Regions from separate parts of the Anas platyrhynchos genome. Here region 2 is linked to region 1. The links are chromatin contacts, called in public Hi-C maps. All regions are on one chromosome and are shown on one strand. The core of a region is the stretch at or near the end of the contact, and the rest is flanking DNA. Distances in the headings are between cores, read along the strand shown. Region 1 holds the start of NOS1AP (nitric oxide synthase 1 adaptor protein). Region 2 overlaps TEDC1 (tubulin epsilon and delta complex 1).

Evidence for each region. A called contact is a pair of places that touch in the nucleus more often than the background predicts.
Region 2: a contact with region 1 is called in a Hi-C map of small yellow follicle, with 2.2 times the contacts expected there. The contact joins the enhancer-like site here to the promoter of NOS1AP in region 1. A contact is called at or near these places in 4 of 8 Hi-C or Micro-C datasets (F1 follicle, F5 follicle, liver and 1 more).

Annotation. Positions count from the first base shown.
Region 1 is chr8:16,174,617-16,177,922 of IASCAAS_PekinDuck_T2T, reverse strand. It overlaps NOS1AP (nitric oxide synthase 1 adaptor protein), which reads left to right and starts at 1,469. Exons shown (of 12, transcript XM_072041582.1): 1 at 1,469-1,526. LOC106019475 (a long non-coding RNA gene) reads left to right here. Exons shown (of 4, transcript XR_011811114.1): 4 at 1-867.
Region 2 is chr8:16,296,408-16,299,944 of IASCAAS_PekinDuck_T2T, reverse strand. All of the region lies in intron 3 of TEDC1 (tubulin epsilon and delta complex 1), which reads left to right. Among named protein-coding and RNA genes, the nearest start is that of TEDC1, 16 kb to the left of the region's middle. Within about 2 kb of position 2,079, at least 3 of the 8 cell types and tissues checked have an H3K27ac peak or open chromatin away from gene starts, as enhancers often do. A contact at or near this core is called in F1 follicle and F5 follicle, where this site is marked.

The DNA.
Region 1 (3,306 bases), core at 220-2,719:
ATCAGAGGAGGCAAACAGGAAAAAAACCCTAACGAGAGCACAGGACCGAGAGCCGGGCTGCCTGCTCCCCACCGCACGCGGAGGCGAGCCATAAATCAGGCAGGCATCTGCCGTGCATGCCGCCAGGGCTCTCAGAGCAGGAGGAAAAAGCCATCCATCACTGCTAACAGAAGCACAATCCGAGTTTAAATTACAGATTCCCAAGCTCTGCGTATGCAATTGTTTGGAAACAAAGCCCTCTTTAACTCCCCGCTCCGCGCTGCGAGCAGGCTGAGCTGGCTGCAGCGGGCTTCAGCCGGGTATGGATCAGGCCCAAGAAGGAGAAGGAAGGGAAAATTCAGGTGGGATCCAAGATCTGAAACACGTCCTCAGACATGGGGAAAAGGGTGCCTGTTTACCCATTTATCAGGAGTAAGGACCCATCACGAATTGCTCGCCCATGTCACCCGGTGGGCAGGACGAGGCTGTCCCTGTCCCTGCCGTGCCACCCTCCGAAGTCCCCACACATCCTCCACAGATCTGGCAGGCATGTGTCAGAATTAATCACTCTGGCAGCTTACACAGCAATTAAAGGAAGGGGCGGTGTGCCTGATTATACAGCAAACAAGGCTCGGCAAATTGCAAGCACATCGCAGGTAGCTCCAGTTAGCTGCGTGCTCACGGGGGGGAACCCCAGGACATCGGCTCCTCTGTGTGCTGGGGTCTTCTGGTAATGTTCCACTTGAATATGGCAACTGGCTTGTTGCACACATAACGAGGCTGCTCTTCCTTGCTGTAAAAGCTGACAAAAGCTACAGGTCTCCACATCCCTCCTGATGCACCATAAAAGCTAGGGCCAAAGCCACGCTCTCCGGACTGGGGTCAAGGGGGCCAGGCACCCATGGAGAGGGCAGGTCTGGCCATGCAAATTCTCTGTATTCAGACAAAACTGACCTCAAGACCTCCCTTTCTGCCCTGAACCTGCCTTAGGAACACCATCACAACAAGCTGTGGATGAATTTCAGCCCAATGGCTGGCAGAGCCAGCACGGTGCCCTGCTGCACACCCAGAGGGTTGCTGCAGGTGGCCCCTTGGGATGGAGAGCACCTGGGGTCCTTCCCTCTGCCCTCAACAACCCCCGTAGCTGTTGGTTTGGCATTTTATTTTTTATTTTATTTTATTTTATTTTATTTTATTTTATTTTATTTTATTTTATTTTATTTTATTTTATTTTATTTTATTTTATTTTATTTTATTTTATTTTATTTATTATTTTTCCCCCTCCCTGCTGCAGCAGCAGCATGGCGCAGCTTGTTTCCCTCATTCAGAGCACCTGGAGAGTGGTGATTTAAGGAGCTGGGACTCCCCCTGCAGCTGGGGCCAGGTCTGGGTGCAGTAGGGTGGTGGTTTTATGGGAGCAGGCAGCGATGGGGGTGGCTGTGCTCAGCCCTTGGTGCCCTGCTGCAGATGCTTTCCAGTCCCATCCAGGTTCTTGGAGCTGAGCTGTGGGGTGCGTGGTGTGGGGATAAGAGGCCCCACATATCAAGGTAAGCACTTATTCTTGAATGAATGGCTGTTAATATGTGTATTGATAAGTTTACCCAGAGCTGCTAGGGCTGATTGTGCTGAGGGTGGTTAGAGCCGTGTTTACGCAGCGTGTTGACTTTCTTCTAATGGCATTTAGGCACGCTTATCGCTAACGGGCCGCTGAGATTAGCACAGGATGAGTAAGTGCTGCACGGGCTGCCTGCAAAATGCTCAGCGTGCGGCAGCGACGCTTCAGCCTGCCGTGGGAGCTCCCTGGCTGCTGGGCCTGGGTGGTGGCACCGTGTGGAGCCCTGCAGGAGGCTCGCAGGGATGGGTTTGCACAGCCTGCAGCTCCCCTGGAAGGTCCTGGGGGTCCCAAACCTCCTGGCTCTCGCTGCCTGCTTGCAGCTCGTGGTGAGGCTGGCTGAGGCTGGCAGGGAGGGATGTGGATGTTAGCAAGCACCTGTTTTGCTCCAGGGGGTGTGTTTATTTCAGGAGCACCGAGTGTTTGTCTTTCTGCAACAGAAATGCTTTGAGATTTGGGGTCCCCGGAGGGCTTCCAAAAAACTGGGCTAATTGCAAATTGAAAGGAAATGGTGTTGCGAAGAATCGGAGTGTCTGTGAAGGCCAAACCTGAGTTTTCAGGCTGTCCCGTTAATGTTTTTCTCTGTGCTCTAGCAGGTATCAAAGGCAGGCTTGTGGCTTTAAAAGCAACTCTGAAACTGTTCCCAGTTACACCTCTAAAATAAATACGTAAACGCGGCTGGCTGATGAGCGCTGCCAGCTCATCAGAACAAAATGTCAGAAAATGCCAGCAAGTTCCTGACCTTAATTCCAGCAGGCTTGCCTTCCTCCCCTTCCTGAACTTTTTGCTTCCTTCCCAATCATGGCAATTTAGATGCTAATCACCGGGCTTTATTAGGCAGAAAATGCAGCTCATTGCTGTGCTGACCCCTGTGCACCGCATAGTGCTCCTCCCTCCTGGGACTGTGCAGGTGGCAGGGGACAAGGTGACTCCCTGCTCAGCCCCACTGCGGTGTTCAGGGATGCTTGGAATGCATTTTGGATGAATATTGAGCTTTGGGATGCTCCGTGCCAGCAGGGACTTGATGTTAGCAGCGTAAGCTCTACTCATTAGGCTGTTTAATTGCAGGGCCATGACCCTAGCAGAGCCTTGCTGCAGTTTGCTGCTATAGGAGTTTGTGGAAGGGCATTAAAGCAGGCTGCAGCGCTGAGCTCTGAGCTGGATCCTACCTTTCCTATCTGACTTCCTGCCGGAGATCCAATTTTCATTACGATTTATTGCTTAGAGCTGCAAAATCTGCCATCTGCCCGTTTCCTCCCATTGCCATGCTCCGTGACGTTTCTCGTTCCCACCCACCGCCAGCAGAATAACAAAAATATTTGCATATGGCCAAAAACCCTTGTTCTTATCGCTCCCTGGAGGAGGGGCCTGCCGAGCACAAACAGGGCTCGGTGTGTTTTCCCAAATCTTGGGCACGGTGTGTTTTCCCAAATCTCTGCCACAGTACAGCCGTGGAAGCAATGTGTGTGATGATGGCTACAGAGCTGATGTACCTACCGGCTGTAGGTACATCGAATGACTTATTTCGAGAGGGCTGGCAGCAAGAGGAGGGTTTTGTCCTCCTGGTGTGTGCTGAGCTGCTGCCAGTGCCCAGGTACAGGTGTCGTCCTGCAGGGCTGGGGGCACGAAGCTCTCCGGAGAGGCTGCGGTGCCTGGAGCACAGCGAGCACTGCAGGTGCCTTCTGCTACAGGCTGCGAGCAGCCATGAGCACGTC
Region 2 (3,537 bases), core at 830-3,329, 120 kb before region 1:
GATGTTACCACCCACCCCAGTACAGAACCAGGACACCTTTGACACTACTGTCAGAAAACAGCAGTTTTCTGTTTTTTTCCCTTTTAACCTATTACAGCGTGGAGAAAAGGAGGGAATCTTATTAACCTATTGATTCTGACTTGGAAGCATAATTGCTTTCCATGTTTTCATGGGCTATATTAGCCTGTCAGCTCTCATTTTTTGATTTGCCTCCCCTATTCCCTTTGCTTACACTTCTGTTCTGTTTGACCTCCTGTCTTACTCTAACTCTCACAATTTATCTTGTTGCTACTACCGTTGCTCTATTATAGTAGCTGTTAATGTACACTATTTTTAAAGACCTGGAAAGCTAAATAGAGGGCACAGGATCCCTAAAGTTTCTTCTGCAGAATTTGTCTCCCCTAACTTTTGCTAGAGACTAGTGGAAAATTTATGGTTAGCAACATTTATTTTTCTTTGACACAGTGAATACGCTCTTAAGCTTTTTTTTTGAGACAGTATCTGAAGTTAAAACACTCTAAAAGGTGGCTGAAATGATCAAAAAGGCTTATAATTTAGGCTTTTCACAGAGATCTTTTGTTGAATATGTTGTTTCCTTGGGTAATACCTGAATTTTAAATAAATGCAAAATTGTTTGAACCTGTGACTTTACAGCTGATGGGGTTCTCACAGCAATCCCTGGAGCCTGTCGAACTTTCACAGGCTGAGAGGAAGATGAGGACTGATGTGCTCATGCGAAGCCTTACCATGGTGATGCTGGTACTGTGTCCTTTGCTAAAATGGGTGCTGGGGAAGCCAAGTGATGTTAAAATTATTCGGTGTCTCTCCTGCCCTCCAGTGGCAGGGAGCAGGCAGCACCTTTTGGTACCTTCTGGTTATCTTCACCCTTTTGATTTAAATGGGAACACCCTCTACTTCTGGTGTCCCACTTCTGTGAGAAGGGTTAACTCTCACTGCAAGATCTTTTGAAGGAAAGCACTTCTTCCTCAGGAAAGCGTGGACATGGAAAGAAAGCCTCGGGCAGAAGTGCAGTGCAAGGCGTTATCTGTATTGCATTCACTGTGCCCTGTGGGATTCTGTGGGTTAGGGCTGCCTTACCAGGTGTTTAGTTCAGTAATTTGGCTTCTGTGTGTTGTCTGAATACATAAAGCAGTCATTTGTATCGCTTCTACTTTGTGAGCACTTCTGTTTGTGGATATCTGGGTGTCTAATTGCTGCGTGCATCCCGTGGGAGAGGTTTCTTACACCATCCCTGTCTCCTCATGCGCACAGCTGTCTGCATCCTGCCTTGTCTAGGAGGAAATCCAATTAATGTTGATGGAGCTGTTAATGAAAATAGCGTTGCCCCTTTCGCAGCCATGCATTTGAGTTGTTCCTTTTCATGTTTTCCCTCCCACAGGTAGATATAGGGCTGTATCAGGAAGGTGGGTCTGATGCTCTGGTACTTCTGGCTACGGTGTTTAATTTAAAAAAAAAAAACAAAACACCTCTTCCCTATTTAAAGATATGTAATTACATTGATTAACATATGTTATGTCAAATGAAAACCATTGTGTGAATTACGAGCAGCTCGGAATGAGCTCTCAGTAAAAGCTTGCATAAGCACTTTATTGCTGTGATTTATGTGATTGTTTTGTCTCTCCCGAGTCCTGCAGCGAGCGATGTAGACACGTCTTCCCACCGCCGGGATGCCAGGCTGCACGCACAGGGTAGCTAGGATTTGAGCAGCACCCGTGAGTAAATAGTTTGTGTCTAGGCACGGATTAATTTGGGTGGAAGTGAGCATGAGGGTGGGAGCACTCATTAGGGGGTTTAACTGGTTGCTGCTTTGTGCTGCTGTGCTCGAGGGTTGCTGTCAGCTGGGGATTAGGCTCGGTGCACACATCCCTGGGTTAAGCAGGTTCCAGCAGAGCTGCTTCGCCACGGGAAGAACAGCAAGCGCTTTGGTGGCCGTCCAGATACAGAAGCAGAGAGCTGGTCCTTGGAGGGATTTGGATGCATCACGGGGAGAAGCTACAGTGAGCTGGGGATGAACCAGAGCCTGCTGTGGTCCTGCGTTTACCAACAGATGGCAGCTCATCGTTGCAGAAGAGCATCTCTCAGGGAGCTGGCCCTGCCGAAGCCTTGTTTCACAGCAATGCAGGCAGCACAGGCCTTTGCACTTCCATCGAGTGTGCAGGGCAAAATAAGGCAGTGTGGTGTTTGTTCTGCACGGTAGCTGCATTCATGTAAGAATCTGTAAGCATTAAGAGCTCTCTATGAGTTGGGAAGCTGTAGAAGTTTAAGTAAGTTGCCCAATACAGGGTTTGCTTTGAAGTACTATTTGTGCTTTTTTTTTTTTTTTTTTTTTCCCTCAAGATTTCCCCTGAATCTGGAAGGGATTTTACTTTAAATCAATTTTTGGAGTTGAGTTTATTCAAAGGGTATGAACAGACCAAGGTCAGCCCCGTCCCAGGTCCCTAAAATGCTCATATCTCAAAGGGAACAAGCAGTGCAGAAAATGTTCCCTTCTCAATTTCTGCTAACGCATTGATGCTTATGTTGTTCTTTGATGAACTATTTATATGACAAAGTGCTTGTTTAATTTATCTTCATCCGCTGCGGGTGAAATTGCTCTTTCATTTCCAATAACACGGAGTTGCTTTGTATTTCAAACCAGCGAGGAAGGCTTTATTTCTGCCATAAGTTGAAACTTCATAATCTTTACTTTCTCTGAGCGAGTTGCATAAAAGTTGTTTGCTTGGATATATAGAATAGGAATTAAATTGATATATTCCTGTGCCTTTTTTCACACCCTTCCTTCTCACACCCCTTATTCTTTTCTTCTAAGTACTGCTGTATCTGGTGGCTTTTCTCAGTGTTTTGTGAATCCAGCTTCCCAGCAGAGTGCCCTACGAGGGCCGTGTTAACTCTTTTTGCATTGTCTAGCCACAAGTGTATTCGAGTGTTTTGAGAATGTTCTGGTATCTTTTTTCATAACAACTGGGCTTGAAATAGCCTGGGAAGGAATGCTGAGGGCACAACTTGTGTCAGAGACTAAATTCTAGGGTGCTTTGCAGTGATTTTAAACACATGCTCTTAGCTCTGAGTAAACCAGAGTTGATTTAATGAGCTTGGGTAGGTTTTGTAGCTTGTAAGCTGCCTTCCTTGGGCTGGTGCTCTGCTCTGTCCTGGAGCATGCACTTATTATGGGGCTTAGCTGGTTATTTGCCTGCATCTTTCTCCACAGGAGACCTGGGCTTAAGGTGTGGTAAGTGTGGGCAGGTTGGGAGTTCAGGAAGGGGCTGGAAGAGAACTTGGGTGAATATATACATGTTGCTATCATCAGGCCTGTGCTGGGTTTTCCAAATTTGGTAGTAAATAGACATTGAGATCTTCTTATAGCAGTACCGTGAACGTTTAGGGCAGAAAAGTTTGTTGGGGTGAGGCAGTGAGAGTGAAATGGAGATGCTTCCTCTGAGCTTCTGCTTAACAGTTGTGCTGATCACAGGTGCCCTGCTGAGTCTACGTTATCCAGTTTGCTGGGATATCACCAGT